Regions from separate parts of the Sus scrofa genome. Here regions 2, 3 and 4 are each linked to region 1. The links are chromatin contacts, called in public HiChIP or PLAC-seq and promoter capture Hi-C maps. All regions are on one chromosome and are shown on one strand. The core of a region is the stretch at or near the end of the contact, and the rest is flanking DNA. Distances in the headings are between cores, read along the strand shown.

What was found. Promoter capture Hi-C pulls out the DNA fragments that hold promoters and counts their contacts. HiChIP or PLAC-seq counts read pairs in DNA pulled down with a chosen protein or histone mark.
Region 2: a promoter capture Hi-C map of liver shows a contact between it and region 1, with 4 times the contacts expected there. The contact joins the promoter of CENPB here to the promoter of RNF24 in region 1. A contact is called at or near these places in 1 of 5 promoter capture datasets (liver), 8 of 47 Hi-C or Micro-C datasets (embryonic fibroblasts, epiblast stem cells, fetal liver and 3 more) and 2 of 2 datasets of contacts at active chromatin or transcription factors (alveolar macrophages and skeletal muscle).
Region 3: a contact with region 1 is called in a promoter capture Hi-C map of liver, with 4 times the contacts expected there. The contact joins the promoter of AP5S1 here to the promoter of RNF24 in region 1. A contact is called at or near these places in 2 of 5 promoter capture datasets (fetal skeletal muscle and liver), 6 of 47 Hi-C or Micro-C datasets (heart right ventricle, liver, skeletal muscle and 1 more) and 1 of 2 datasets of contacts at active chromatin or transcription factors (alveolar macrophages).
Region 4: an H3K27ac HiChIP or PLAC-seq map of alveolar macrophages shows a contact between it and region 1. The contact joins the promoter of MAVS here to the promoter of RNF24 in region 1. A contact is called at or near these places in 1 of 5 promoter capture datasets (liver), 1 of 47 Hi-C or Micro-C datasets (heart right ventricle) and 1 of 2 datasets of contacts at active chromatin or transcription factors (alveolar macrophages).

What each region holds. Positions count from the first base shown.
Region 1 is chr17:31,703,095-31,706,987 of Sscrofa11.1, reverse strand. It overlaps RNF24 (RING finger protein 24), which reads right to left and starts at 1,633. Exons shown (of 6, transcript XM_021078063.1): 1 at 1,468-1,633.
Region 2 is chr17:31,927,811-31,931,703 of Sscrofa11.1, reverse strand. It overlaps CENPB (major centromere autoantigen B), which reads right to left and starts at 1,858. Exons shown (of 1, transcript XM_021077378.1): 1 at 1-1,858. The coding sequence starts at 1,812. It also overlaps a transcript of CDC25B not described here.
Region 3 is chr17:31,904,971-31,908,863 of Sscrofa11.1, reverse strand. It overlaps AP5S1 (AP-5 complex subunit sigma-1), which reads left to right and starts at 2,031. Exons shown (of 5, transcript XM_021077709.1): 1 at 2,031-2,264.
Region 4 is chr17:31,863,185-31,867,077 of Sscrofa11.1, reverse strand. MAVS (mitochondrial antiviral signaling protein) reads left to right here and starts at 1,844. Exons shown (of 6, transcript NM_001097429.1): 1 at 1,844-1,960; 2 at 3,685-3,859. The coding sequence starts at 1,844.

The sequences.
Region 1 (3,893 bases), core at 384-2,883:
TCTAAAACTTACAAAATCTGGTTTAAGAAGAGAAAAAGATCCAAGTGAAATAGCAAGGAACAGCTGTGGTATTACAATTGCTTCTTTTTAATTGGTTCACATCAGCTGTGACTCCTCATAACTTCACCTAGACAACAAAGTCAGTTCCACAGAGCCTAAGTATGTGGGAACCTGCAGAGCTTCCTCTTTTCTCTGGGGATGAGGACAATGATAAAAGGTGTTCTGTTTTCCAGCAGTCCTGTAAGAGGAGCCATTGAGCTGGGCTGCATAACCAGACAACAACACAGGGAAATTCAGATCAAAGCAAGGGTGCATGCCAGGGTAATACGCAATAAAACCCTTTGCCAAAGCATTAAGGGGGAAAAAAAAAAAGGCAAAGAGGTGAAGAGAACCTGCTGGACTACGTTCTTATTAACATTGAGAGGCAGGAAGAAACAAAATCTGCCTTACAGAGAAGCAGAGAAAACAGTGTCATAGATATGTTGGAGTATTTCTATAGACCAGTATGACTATATAGACATATTACCAATGAACTAAAAAGTGCATTTTAGTTAACTGGTAATGTAGGGTAGTTTCATGTACATATATATGAGTATATGACCACTGACTAAACCCCAAAACCAAGTGTTCTAGATAAACAGATATGAGACTAGAGGCATATTTTCAATTAACCCACTGCTTTTACAGTAAGAAACAAAGAAATACTATTTGAAAAAACAGCAGAGGCAGAACGAGGTGACGATCTGATGGAGTAATACATCTTTTTTCCTCATACCCTTTTTAATGATCTCTGATTCTCTCATTTCATAGGTGACACACACACCATTACGTCTCCGGAAACAAAGGAGGGTCTTTAATTCTCCGGCCTGAGGACGCACACACGCCCCCTACTCACAGACAGGCCCGCACCTGACTTTCATTAAATGAGTTAGCCGAGGCGAGAGGTCTTACCCCAGACCACAGTTTACACACAGTGACAAATGGGCACGAGACAAACGCCACAAAGAAAGGGGAGGAGCAGATGGGGACCAGGAAAACACTGCCACGCCGCACCCCCCACGGCGCGTTCCCATCGCCAAAACGCAGGCAGCCGTCCTAGCCAACCTCGTCCTCCCTGCTCATCCTAGGAGCCTCCCACGCCCGGGGACCCGACGCCGGGCACTGGCTAGGAGGGCGTTCGGGGTGCCCCGCACCGTCCCTCTGTGACCTCCCGGGGACAGCCCCGCGCCTCCCTTTGTGCGTGACCCACCCTCCGGATCGGGGCGGACCCTCCTCCGCGTCCCTCCCGACCTGGGGCAGCTGTCCCACCCCTCCCAGCTCCCCGCGGAGGCGCCAGGAGTGTGAGTGGGGGAGGCTGGAGTGGGCCCACGGTCTCCTCAGCATCCCGAACCTGGACCCGCCCGGTCCACTAAGCCCCAGACTGGGGGTGACGACCCTCGGCGCCCCCGCCCTTGCTTGCTCACTTACTCTGTCGTGCCCGCGGCGTCGGCGGCGGCGGCGGCGGCGGCGAGCGTGGCAGGACCGTCAGCGTCTGGAGGCTAGCGGCTGGCGTCTGCCGGGACCTAGCGCGGCTGAGGTGGCAGCGGCGGACTGCGCGCAGCGGCCCCGGCGAGGGGCGGGCCCGGTGGGGGAGGGGCGGCACCGCGCCTCTCATTCATGCAGCGGGGGCGGGGTGAGGGACCCGGATGCCCGGGCAGCCCCGCCCACCTCCCTGAGATCGTCCTGACTTCAGAGTCCGCAGTGCGCAGGCGCGGAGCGCGGTGGCCAGTCCTCGCTCCGCCCGTTGGGGTTGTCCCAGGGCGGAGCTGTCTTCCTCCGCCTGTGTTTAGTATTTTTTCTTGTCCTATAAGCATTTTTTAAAGGGAAAGCTTGGAACGCTACCTCTTTCCTAGCACCCAGACTGCCAGCATTCCGGGTCACAGGAGTCCGATAGATAAGGTGCACATTGCCTCTTTCCTCCATCTGTGTCACCTGCAGCAGATCCTCTCAGACTTCTGATACCCAGAATCTGCCCAAATAGTGGAGAGGAGTGTGTGCAAGAAAGAGTGCATTACTTTATTTATGTGCATCGACCAGGCCCCAGCTCCCATTCCATGGAGCAGGCCAGGAATTGACCTTTGTTTTGAGGAAATCTCAGCCCTTTCTGTAATAAGAAGGTTTAGGGTTTATCTAATGAATCTCCAAAGATCAAGTGGAGGCCCCTTGTCTTTGGCAGGCAGTGTGTTCTGCAGAGACACTCTCCTGTTCCCAGCCCCTTGGTTCTGCTACTCGTGGGCCACAGAACTCTTCGGGGGCTGCTGGGAGTCTCTGAGGCTCTTCGGCTGAGTGTGTGGGCCCTGTAGCTCAGGGAAATTACAGAGACAATTGCCCCACTTTGTTTCAGTCCCTAAATCACCCCTTGAGAGTCTCCTTTCTTCTCCTACCCTCCAAGCCCCCTCACACAAACCATAAACAGCTCAGGGGCTTAATTTTGGGAAGCAAAATAATAGTAGAAAGCGCCTGTAGGCAAGTTCCTTCTTCTTTGGCAAACAATAAATATCCAAGGTAAGGGGGGAAGTAAAGACTAACATCAACGAACATCTCAAGAAGTTCTGTAAGGTAAGAGATGGGTGGAAGCATGGGTAGAGAGAGAGTGGCAAAAGAAAGAGTGCTTATCAACAACCTATCCCTCACCCCCTGTCACTGAAGCCTGTGTCAGGGGTCCTTTTCCCTTCTCTCCCTCCCTTCCTAGCTCAACTGGACCAGTTGCCAGGAGGATCTGCTACCTCTCACTGTTTAAATCAGTCCTCCTCAACTCTCTCTAGCTCTACTGCTGAAGTCTCAATACATTCTTATGCAAGTCAATTCTCATGATATGCAAATCTGCCCATGTTGCTGTCTTTTTCTCTTTCTCTGCCCAGTGGCACTTTAGCACTTCTTTTCTAGCCATTTCCAGAACAGCATCAGAGTGTCTCGCCTTCAGTGCCTGGTGTTCCTGCTTTTCCCTTGATTAGAGAAGCAACACTTACCTAGCAACACTCAACAGTCACTTTTTTTTTTTAAATGAAATTTTATTTATTTATTTATATTTTTTTTGTCTTTTGCTATTTCTTTGGGCCGCTCCCGCGGCATAGAGGTTCCCAGGCTAGGGGTCGAATCGGAGCTGTAGCTACTGGCCGGCGTCTGCAACCTACACCACAGCTCACGGCAACGCCGGATCGTTAACCCACTGAGCAAGGGCAGGGACCAAACCCGCAACCTCATGGTTCCTAGTCGGATTCGTTAACCACTGCGCCACGACGGGAACTCCCTCAACAGTCACTTTTTAATTAAGTCTTCCTTCCTGCCCTCCCCTTGTTGACGGACTTTCTTTTGGAATTCCCACCTGTGCCCATTACCTATTTCTCTCTCAGCACCAGTCACACTTAAAGTTCTACTCATTTGCTTATTTTTTTTTTCTCCAACCAGAATGTGAGCCCTTCCAAGACAGAAACAATGTCTCCTGGGACTTGGCAGGTGACTGGCACACAGTGGGTGTGCAGTGGTTATTGGTGGTGGTGGTGCCCCCTGGTGGGTCAGGGAGGCTCTACAGGGGAAAGAAAGACTGAGTTCCCTTTTCTTTCTCCTCCCTTCCCTCCTTCCTTCCCCTGTCCCATGTATGGAAACATGTTTTGTTTGTTTGTTTAGAGAGCTTAGCTAGGGAGTTCCCTTTGTGGCTCAGTGGTTAACGAATCTGACTAGCATCCATGAGGATGCAGGCTCCATCCCTGGCTTCATTCAGTGGGTTTAAGATCTGGCATTGCCATCAGCTCTGATTCGACCTAGCCTGGGAAACTTCATATGCCGCGTGTGCGGCTCTTTAAAAAAAAAAAAAAAAAGAAAGAAAGAAAGAAAGAAAGAAAGAAAAAAGAAAA
Region 2 (3,893 bases), core at 609-3,108, 220 kb before region 1:
ATGTCCAAGACCCCGAACGCCTGCCTGCCTGGCATGGTTCTTCCTGGTTACATGGACCAGGTCGTGTTCCAAGTGGAGGATGTGGCTTTGCACACGGTCATCAATGGGGAAGGAGGTGAGGTACCTCTTGACCATAGCGAAGTAAGCCATGGCCTCCCCAAAGCTGGGCACAGGCACCTCATCACCATCCTCCTCATCTTCATCATCTTCATCTTCCTCATCGTCGTCATCTTCCTCCTCTTCCTCACTGTCCGACTCAGAGTCCTCCTCACCCTCCAGAAAATGCAGGGTAGGGCACTGGGCTTCCTCCTGGGCACCGTAACCCCCAAAGCTGCCACCAGCCTCCACTACTCCCTGGGCCCAGTCCTCAGCCTCCAAGCCCTCTGAGGAGCTCTCCTCCTCCTCCTCCTCCTCCTCTTCATCACTGTCATCCACATCACCCTCCTCTTCCACCTCCTCTTCCTCCCCTAGCTCCTCGCCTTCCCCCGCTTCCTCCTCCTCCTCCTCGCCATCTTCCTCCTCCTCCTCCTCCTCCTCCCCTTCACCCTCCTCTTCTTCCTCCTCCTCCTCTTCTTCCTCCTCCTCCTCCTCTTCCTCTCCCTCACTCTTGAGGGCAGTAGTGATGGTGGCATTAGGGCCACCCCCAAAGCCAGCCTCGCGAAAACAGGCAGCTATGTCTGAAGGTTCCACTGCCTGCCAGGCCGCAGCCACGAAGTGCAGGGCCTCCATGAGGCCTAGCTGCAGGCCTGAGCGATCCTGGCCCTCCAGGGCGGCCATGGCCTTGAGAAGCATAGCCTGGCGGTAGTGGCCCTTCACCTGTTGGACCACTCCACGCTCCAGTGGCTGCACGGTGCCCGGCGGGAAGAAGGCTAGCTGCACATGCCGCAGGCCCGAGGTATCCAGGGACTGGGCAGCCAAGCGGCCAGCCAGCAGCAGGACTCGGCGAGATTCTGCAGCCATGCGGGTGTCCAGGGCCTTCAGGTACTTTGCCAGGGCCTGGGCGGTGACACCACCCTTAGAGTTGGCAGTGTAGTCGCAGGGCAGGCCGGCTTGGCCAGCACGGGGCTTAGCCGACTTGCCGGCCACAAGTGGGGGCAACTTCTCGCTGCCGTCGGCGTTGGCGCACAGCAGGACACTCAGGCGTTGTGTGGCCCTGCGTGCCCGTCCATCGCTGCCACATAGCCCTGCGGCCTGGTCGGGCAGGAAGTCGTACCATAGGCTGGTCTCAGTGGCGCTGAACACATCCTGAGAGGCGTAGCCCTCGGCCACCGACGGCGGCTGCTCCTCCCGAGCGCGCCAGCCCGTTGTACCCCCACCGCTGCCCTCCGAGGGCACTGCGGGCGGGCTGGCGGGAGCCGCTGGGGTCCGGGGAGCAGCGCTTCGCGACCGGGCGCGGGCCACTCCGCTGCAGGACACCACACCGTGTCGCCGGCGGAAGCGGTCCAGCCAGCCGTTGGAGGCAGTGAAGTCGTCCATGCCCAGCTCCTCGGCTATACGCAGCGCCTTCTCCTTGAGGATGATGCCCTTGACCGGCAGGCCAGCGGCGCGGATCTGCTGGAACCAGGCAATGAGCAGCCCCTCGAGCTTGTCGTAAGGGGACAGCTTGTTGGTCTTGCGGCAGGTGGAGGCTACACCGTACTTGCGCTCCGACGCCAGGATGGCGCGCTTGTTCTTCAGGATGGTGCTCAGCGTGGACGGCGGGATGTTGAAGCGCCGCGCGATCTCGCCCTTGCGCAGGTCCGGGTTCTCCTCCACCTCCTGGATGATCCGCGACTTCTCCCGGAACGTCAGCTGCCGCCGCTTGGGGCCCATCCCGGCGCGCCCCCCGCCCCGGGGCCCGGCGCCACCGCCGCCGCCCCGGGGCGGGGGGCCCGGGCCCGCGGCGGGGGCACCTGGCGGCCTCTCCCGCGCGCCCCGCCCGAGACAAAGCGGCTCGCGGGGCGGGGGGCGGGGCGGCGACCCGGCCGGGCCGGGGGCACCTTCGGGGGCGCCGGCGGGCGCGGCGCCGGGCGGCGGGCGGCAGGCGGCGGGCGCGGGCGAGGGCGGGCGGCGCGGGCGCGGAAGGCAGGAAGTGCCGCGGCGCGGGGAGCAGGGAGCGCGGCGAGCGGGGCGGAGCGGGCGGAGCGGGATCTCGCGGGAAGCGCGGGGACGCCCGGCACCGCCTCCCAGCCCTCAGCGCCCCCCCCCCACCGCCGTGCCTCCGCCCCGGACCGACCGCGCGGGGGCGCTTCGGCCTGCTGGACCCGCCAGCTCTCGGGCGTCCGGTGGCCAGTCGGCAACCGTGCGGGGAGGAGGGGCGCTGTCTCAGCCTCTGCGCTGGGTAGGCAGCGATTTGCTGTTGATGAAGAAGAACAGTGTTTTGTCTTTTTTGTTTTATTAAGGTAAAAAAAACCCACCTTTTTTGCGGAAACTGAAAAATACAGGAAATTCAAAAGCACCTTTCACCCCAAAACTTGGAAAGATGCGCAGGTAATATTTTGTTACATTTCCTAACAGTCTTTTCTCTAGGCATATGCAGTTTTCTTTTCAAAAATTTATTGCATAAAACTAGCATCAGATGGTATAGACTGTGTATTGGCATCTCCTGCTGTTTTACCTAGGATCCAGTGATGAGAATTTTGCCTTACTGATAAAGTACTGCCAACAAACTTTTTAATGGTTGTATATTGTTCCATTTATGGTTGAACACTAATTGATGTAGCCTATTACATATTTAGGTTATTTTTATAAGCAATACTACACTTTTAAATGTTTGATGATAACCCCACAATCCACAAAACACTAAGAACATCTCTGTGTGTCACCTTTTTGTGCTGTTCCATGCATTTAGCCATAAATGTGTTTGCACCTTCAGAAATAATGTCAGGTATGTACATAAACATATGTATGTACAAATCCCCGAAACCTCTTCCTGCATCGAACACATAAAGATGACAGATTCTTGAAACAATGAATAAATTTCAGTGTTTAAAAGAAAAATCTCTTAGAGTAGCAATAAGGAGTAGGCAGAGAGGAGGGCTGTGACCCAGGGGGACAGGCTGAGGATCTGGGGCTGAATGAAACTTCAAGGGAATGTTTGTAGACAAAGAAAAAAAGAAGACCAAAGACAGTGCCGTGGGTTCAAGGTTAAGGGCTCACGAAAGGACTAACAAGAAATTGGGGAGGAACAGCTGAAGGGGTAGGGGAAAATTCAAGCTCATATGCTGTCTGGAAGCCAAGGGAAGAAAGTATAACTCACTACTGCTTTATTTTTTTATTATCATAGTTGATTTACAATTCTTTTTCAATTTCTGCTGTACAGTAAAGCAACCCAGTTAGTTATACAAATATATATATATATGTATATATATATATATACATTCTTTTTTTCACACTATCCTCCATCATGTTCCATCACAACTGATCAGATATAGTCCCTTGGTCTATACAGCGGAATCTCATTGCCTATCCACTCTAAATGCAACAGTTTGCATCTACTAACCCCAAACTCCCAGTACATCTCACTCCCTCCCCGTCCCCCTTGGCAACCACAAGTCTGTTCTCCATGTCCATGAGTTTGTTTCTTTTCTATAGATAGGTTCATTTGTGCCATATGTTAGATTCCAGATATAAGTGATATATGGTGTTTGTCTTTCTCCTTCTGCCTTACTTCACTTAGTATGAGTCTCTAGTTCCATCCATGATGCTGCAAATGGCATTATTTTGTTCCTTTTTATGGCTAAGTAGTATTCCATTGTGTATATATACCACATCTTCTTAGTGTGCATTTCTCTTTTCATATGTGTATTGGCCGTTTGAAACCTGAGAACGTTCTAGTCCTATCTTATATTCATATGTCTCATGTATTTGTCTTTTTGTTGACTTTTAGGAGCTCTTCGTATCTCTGAACATAA
Region 3 (3,893 bases), core at 782-3,281, 200 kb before region 1:
TTGAACTTTATTCCTGGATGCTCCAAAAGGGGAGTGGATCAGGCAAGGAAGCAGTTTAAAATCCTGGGCTGCCAGCCAGTTTTAAAGGTTGTTTTGCTTAGGCCAAGGCGGGGCAGGAATTCTGTGCAGCCCTCACAGGATTAAGAAGCTGCTTGGAGTTGGGCCCAAGTAAAGAGCCACCTGTACCTGGCCTGGCCAAGTTGGCCAAGTCGTATTTGCTCACCAGATAACTTGCAATGACAATTAAAAATATTTTTTTTGTGTTGGTTTTTGTTTTTGCTTTTGGCCATGCCAAAGGCGTGCAGAGTTTCCCAGGCCAGGGATCGAACTTGTGTCACAACACTGACAATGCCCGATCCTTAACTGCTAGGCCACCAGAACATACCTGAAAAAAATGTTTCCTTTTTAAATTGGGGGAAAACTGACACTTTCTAAAAGATACACATCTTACACATCAAGCACAGATGAGAGGAGGCAACACACAGCTCAAATGTGGCCATTTCTAGCATCCCAGGGAATTCCCTCCTGTTCCCTCCTAGTTACCCACACTGTTTTGACCTATCATAAAGATTAGTTTCACCTGTTTTTGAGCATCATCTAAATGAAATAATATTCTTTGGTATCTGGCTTTTTGCACTCAGCATAATGAATTTGAGATCCATCATGTTTCTTTTAGCAATAATTTGTTCTTGTTCATTGCTGTGTAGTATTTCATTTATATGGATATCTCCCCAAATTGAATTATTCATTCTATTTTGGCTTTTATCTTTTTTTTTCTTAAGGGCCACACCTGCAGCATATGGAAGTTCCCAAGCTAGGGGTTGAATCGAAGCTGTAGCTGGGGGCCTATGCCATAGCCACAACAACACGGGATCTGAGCCATGTCTGTGAACTACACTACTGCTCACAGCAACACTGGATCCTTAACCCACTGAGTGAGGCCAGGGATTGAATCTGCATCCTCATGGATCCTAGTCGGGTTTGTTACCGTTGAGCCACAATGGGAACCCCCTTCTGGCTTTTAAATTTTAAAAAATTAAGGTAGGAATTCCCCTTGTGGTGCAGTGGGTTAAGGATTCAGTGTTGTCACTGTAGTGGTCACTGCTGTGGTACAGTTTTGATCACTAGCCAGGGACTGCCACATGCTATGGGCGTGGCCAAAAAAAATCAAGGTATAACTTATACGCAGTAAAATTCACTCTCTTACATACATAGTTTGGTGGGTTTTGATGAATGCGGTTTGGTGTCTGCCACCACAATTAAAATATAGAACATTTTCATTCTGCCCTCCATGGATTATTTACAACTATTTCAGATTGTGTTGGGACTATGCCAGGAGTGGAACCATTAGGTTGTGGCATGTATATTTTCCACATAGTTCTCCAAAGTTGCTATACCAGCTTACCTTCTCTCACCAGCAGTGTCTGAGACTTTTGTTGCTCCATATTTTCATCAAAATTGATAAATGTTATTTCTTAACTAGAAAATGTGACTGTTTATAGCAAAGAGCTCTCGTAACTATCAAGTGGCTGAACCTACATGCTGTGATGGAGCAGAGCAGAGGTCCCAGCCCATTTTCTGACTCTCCTACACCAAAATACCTGATCTTAGTCTTAGTTTTTTTCTCAAGTTAGATTTTTTTTTTTGCTTTTTAGGGCTGCACCCTCAGCATATGGAGATTCCCAGGCTAGGGGTCCAATCAGAGCTACAGCTGCCGGCCTACACCAGAGCCACAGCAACGGAGGATCCAAGCCAGCTGAGTCTGCAACCTACACCACAGCTCAAGGCAGTGACGGATCCTTAACCCACTGATCGAGGCCGGGGATTGAACCCGCAACCTCATGGTTCCTATTGGATTCGTTTCTGCCGCACCACGATGGGAACTCCCTCAAGTCAGATTCTTAGAAAAGTTTAAGTGACTCTTGGGAGTTAACTAACTGTAAGTCACTGGCTTGAATCTGTCCAGTGACAACAGTTCACAACCATCTAGAAATTTAGATTTCTAAAAAGTCTTTAATCCCCAGAATTGAACACAGAGGCACCCTATTTTCCAGAAGCAATAAAACTGCTGGTGCAGAAATGAAGGATTGTTTATACAAGGAGGTCTATAGCCACATGGAATCTGGAAACAATCAGGAGAGGGAAGTTGAGTAATGGTGGGGGACTTGCTGTGCTGCAGCCTTGAAATTCATGCCTTGAGAGAATGTTGGATGATGTGAAGTTATTCATTCCATTGTTCAAAGAAGACGGTTATGGGACAGAAGGTAAGAAGCATTCCCACCCAACCCACACGGGAGTTTGTGTGGGTGCCAAGCAGTGCTGCTGGGACAGCCTCCGCCCCACCCGGCCCACACCAGCACGCACACCCCTGGAAGGGGCAGTGATGCAGCTGCCAGTCTCTGAGTCAGCGGGGCCTGGGGCAGCGGGAAGGGAAGAGGCCTCACGTGGCTGGGCCTGAGCTGCCTCGTGGGGCCTCCCGGCTCTCAGCCTTGCAGGAAGAGCAGCGTTTGAAAGGACGAATCACACAGTGCCTCGCCTTCCTGGAGCCCAGCCAAGACGTGGAGCCTGGGGCTCCCTGCGGGGAGGGCTCGGGGAGGGGGCGCCTCCTGGGTTGGGATTGGGCATACCTAGGATGGCGTCCATCCAGCCACGTGGGAAGGAAGCTCCCAAGGTTGGATTAGAGTGGGTAAACTAGGCTGGGGTTATGGCTTCTGGGAGCTGGGGGTGGGGGCTGGCGCAGTCTCTGGTGACTCTGAGGGGATGGGGGTGGGGGGAGCATGGAGAAGGGGGTACAAAAGGAAGGGGATGAAACAGGCTGAAATTTAAGGACCTGCACCCCTCCCTCAGCACATGCGTAACATCAGGAAAATTACTTGATCTCAGTGCCTCAACTTCCTCATCTGAAAAATGGGGATAGTGAAGCCACTCCTTCAAAGGCTATTGATTGGAGCAAATGAATTGGTGTATATAAATCACAAAGAACAGGGCCTGCTTCACATCAAGGGTTATCCAAGTCTGCTGTGGCTGTTATTACTTAGAACCAATGAGGGGATTACAAGACCACACAGGTGAAAAGGATAAACCTGAAAACATTAAAAGAAAGGAGCCAACCTGAGGGTTTGGGCCCTTTCTGCACATGGACATGCCCTTGGGTGACAGGTTACAAGGAAAAAGCCCAGTTGCTGTGTGTAGGAGACAGGAGGCCTACTGCACCAGAGTTAGCAGTTTGGAGGCTGTGGATGGGGGTTGGTGGAGACAGAGGAGGAAGCTGATTGGTGGTCCACATAGGGCAAGCCTGAGGGTGCCCCAGGGAGGTGGAGAGGTCAAGGCTTGCCCTACGTCTGTCTCTTTTATTCTAGGGCAACCATACTACTCAACCTCGGCCCATCTGGACTCTCAGTAAAGCAGATCCTTTCTTAGTTTCCTCCTCTACAGTTTGAGAAATGGCTAGATGTTCTTTTCTGGCTTTCTTTCTTTGGGCCACAGCATGCAGAAGTTCCCAGCCCAGGGATTGAACCCATACCACAGCAGCGACCTGAGCCGCTGCAGTAACAATACCAGATCCTTAATCCAATGTGCCACAAGAGAACTCCTGGTTAGATATGGAAGTTTCCAGGCCAGGGATTGAATCAGAGATACAGGCTGCAACCTATGCCGCAGCTGCAGCGACACCAGGTTCTCAACCCACTGTGCCACAGTGGGAACTCCATTCTTATCAGTCTTATCAGACATTCAAAATATCCACTGCCTGGGGCTGGCAGATTCCATCTAATTTCCCTCCCTCATCCAGAAGTAAGGGGTGGCTTAACCCATCTGCCTGAGGTCTCCAAGGTTTGTGAAGAGCATCAAGAAGGGTTTCCAGCTGTAAAAAACCATCGGGGCTATCTTGAGCA
Region 4 (3,893 bases), core at 595-3,094, 160 kb before region 1:
GAGCCACGTCTGTGAACTACACCACAGCTCATGGCAACACCAGATCCGTAACCCACTGAGTGAGGCCAGGGATCAAACCTGCATCCTCATGGATGCTAGTTGGGGTTGTTAACTGCTGAGCCATGATGGGAACTCCACCACAGAGATCTTTAACATAAATCAAGTCTTCTCCTTTTCCTGCTCAAAACCCTCCAATGGCTCCCCATTTCACTCCAAATAAAACTCAAAGTCCTTTCCTATAATGGCCTACATAAGTGGCCCTTCACAACCTCCTTGACCTTGATCTCTACCCCTCCCCCTAGCTTTCTAAACCTGGACCGCTCTGATCTACTTTTCTCATCTTCAAACATGCCAAGTGTTTTCCCACCTTTGGACTTCTCACTGGCTATGCCCTCTGCCCAAAGCACTATCTTGCAGCCAAGAATGGTTTGGCTCAATGTCATCAATTCAGAAAGGTCTCCCTGACCATCCCAGTTCAAGCAGCATACCCTTCTTCAGGGGCTCTGTCTCATCATCCACTTCATTTTTTTCTATAACCTTTATTCCTAGCTGGAGTTACATTTTACTGATTTGTTATCTGTCCCACCTCAGTAGAATGTAAATTGGATGATGGCAGAGATCTTGTCTGTCTTGTTCCCTGCAGCTCTCCCTTATGAGAAAGGCAAATGAGAAATAAGCAAACAAAGAGGTCTATCATGGCAAATTGTTGTAAGTGGTGTATAAGCAACCTACAGCAATTGCTTCTTTGCGGGGAGGTGGGGGGGCACTTCATTTTATTTTCGAATTTTTTTTGGCCACATCTGTGACATTTGGAAGTTCCTGGGCCAGGGATCAAACCCATGCCACAGCAGTGACCTGAGCCACTGCAGCGACAATGGCAGATCCTTAACCCACTGAGCCACAAGGGAACTCCCTGGGGTACTTGAACATTTCAGGCTTATAAGGCTGCACTACTGTATTATTAAAACAAATGCCCTGAGCCATTTTAGGGGTGAGGACAGGCCTGCAAAAGGCTGATAACTTGCCCTGGGTCACACCCAGGAGTGAAACTCAACCTCATACCCTAAAAATATGTACATAACAAACTTTATTGTTCTAGGGCCTGCAGTCATGCTCTGGAAAGAGCCTGATTTTGGATCCTGAGGACCTCAGTGCTTTGCTCTTCTACTAACTAGCAAGCCCCCTTCATTTTTTGGTATTTCATTTTCTTCACAGTTAGAGTGGCATACATCCTGTTATTATCATGTTGCCTTCTCTCTCTCCTCTTCCTCCTTTTCCTCCCCTCCCCCCTTCCCCTTCAGTAAACTCCAAAGATGCAGCATTTCTAGGTGGAGCCCTCTGGCTGTCAGCACATTCAGATGTTCAAACCTAGGACTGATGGAGTGGGAGCCAGAGGTCTCCCCAGTGGGCCCTAGATCTTCTGGATCTGATTTTTTTTTTGGTCATCAATTCATTTTTAAGCAAATTCACTGAAGGCCTCTGAGACTCAGGCAGGATGTTCCCTGGTAGCTCAGTGGGTTAAGGATCCGGTGTTGTCACTGCTGTGGCTCTGGTCACTGCTGTGGCGTGGGTTCGATCCCGGGCTTGGGAACTTCTGCACACTCCAGGTGTGGCCAAAAAAGAAAAAAAAAAAAGAAAGAAAAGAAAAAGAAAAGGAAGATTAAAGAAAAAAAGCAAAAATTCCGGAGAGTTGAAACAGAAAGCATTGCCTTTTGTCCACCTCGACTCCCAACTCTATTCCCAAGTGTGGTCTGTTTTCCTCTAGTCTTTTTTTTTTTCCCTTTGTCAGTCCATCTACCCTTCATGGGCCAGAGCCCTCTGTCACTTCACAACCCGGATAGCGATGACGTTTGCCGAGGACAAGACTTATCAGTATATCCGCAACCATCACAGGAATTTTTGCAAGATCCATGTTCTGGAGATTCTGCCTTACCTGTCCTGCCTCACAGCAAGTGACCAGGTGAGCCAGGGCATCACAGCCAGGCACTGACTGGGGGCAGGGCTGTGGAATTCAGAGCTTCCCCCAAGCCCGGACCTACTCCCTCCTTCTCTGTGCTCTGCTTCCTGCTTCCTGCACTCAACAGTTTTCTAACTTTCAGAATGAAGTGTGGGATGGGGGTGGGTGGAGGGGGTGCCTTTTTCAACCTCACTGAACTCCCTCTTGTGTCCCTTTGGGGTAATGCTTCAAAATATGGCACATATTTCTGGGTTCTGCCCCCCCTCCACGCGCTATCATCTGAATGGTCTTTTTTGCTTCACCTCTTTTTTTTTTTTTTCTTTTTTCTTTTTAGGGCTGCACCCGTGGCATATGGAGGTTCCCAGGCTAGGGGGCGAATCAGAGCTACAACGCTGGCATACACCACAGCCACAGCAATGCAGGATCTGAGCTGTGTCTGCGACCTACCCCACAGCTCACAGAGCAAGGCCAGGGATTGAACCCACAACCTCATGGTTCCTAGTCAGATTTGTTTCCCCTGAGTCACGATGGGAACTCCTCTTCATCTCTTTTGTCCTTGTTCCTGCTGAGTTTCAGTTCCATTCTTCCAGACATGTGACCTGTCCTGCAGGCAGCCTGGGGGCTCAATTTCGAGAGTCCATGGGAGCCAGATGGCCAGCCTCTTAGCACTTGCCATGAGCCCCTATCACAGTGAGCCGAACCCATCAAAGTTTTAGCTGTCCCCAGATTAAAACTTGAGGCTTCCCTCTGCTTTCTCCTTGCAGATGCTGGTGGCATGTGGGTCTGTGGTTAGTGGGGTTTGGCCATTTAGTTCTGCAGTAAATGTTTTCTGCGTTTTTTTTTTTTTTTTTTTTTTGACTGCCCCGTGGCATATGGATATCCTGGGCCAGGGATCAGATCTGAGCCACAGTCCTGACCTAAGTCAAAGCTGTGGCAATGCTGGATCCTTAACCACTGCACCAGGCTGGGGATCAAATCTGCATCCCACAACTATAAATGTAATAAAATTCATTGAGTGGTTAAACAAACAAAAAAAAAAACAACAAAAAAACACCCCCTGCATCCCAGTGCTTCCAAGACGCCACCAATTCCATTGTGCCACAGTGGAAACTCCTTCTGTGGGTTTTTGTTTCTGCTACCTGGTTGCTTGTTTGTATGTGCTGAACCTCAGTTTCTTTCTTTCTTTTTTCTTTTTAATTACTCAAATGAATTTATCACATCTGTAGTTGTATAATGATCATCACAATCCAATTTCACAGGATTTCCATCCCACAGCCCAAGCACATCCCCCCAGCCCCAAACTGTCTCCTCCGGAGACCATAAGTTTTTCAATGTCTGTGAGTCAGCATCTGTTCTGCAAAGAAGTTCAGTCTGTCCTTTTTTCAGATTCCACACGTCAGTGAAAGCATTTGATATTGGTGCCTCATTGTATTAAGCCTCAGTTTCTTCATCAGTAGCGTAGGGGTCATAAAAGCATTAAATAGGGTAGTTCATGCAAAGCTCAGCAAGGAGAACCTGGGACACAGTAAGAGGCTATTTCCTGATAGCTGCCTTTAAACTTGGGCACAAACCTTGACCTTGTCCTGACTCGGACCCAGTTTCAGATGGTCTCTTCCCGCTTGTGGCTCTCTAGGTACCCCCTGTCTGCTGCTGTCCCCTCCAGAGTGGGGAAGGGGTCAGGGCCACCTGGCTTGAGCTGGGTGGCGGGGGTGGGCTGTGTGTTTCAGGACCGACTGCGGGCCTCCTTTGAGCGCTGGGGCAACCAGGGCACCCTCTGGGACCTCTTCGACAGCCTTCGGCGGAGGAGCGGCTGGGTACAGTCCTTCATCGGGGCACTGAGGATCTGTGAGCTGTCTGATCTCGCTGACGAAGTGTCCCGTGTCTACCAGAACAGCCTGCTGCGTGAGCCTCCTGCCCTGACCCTTCTGGAACTCCC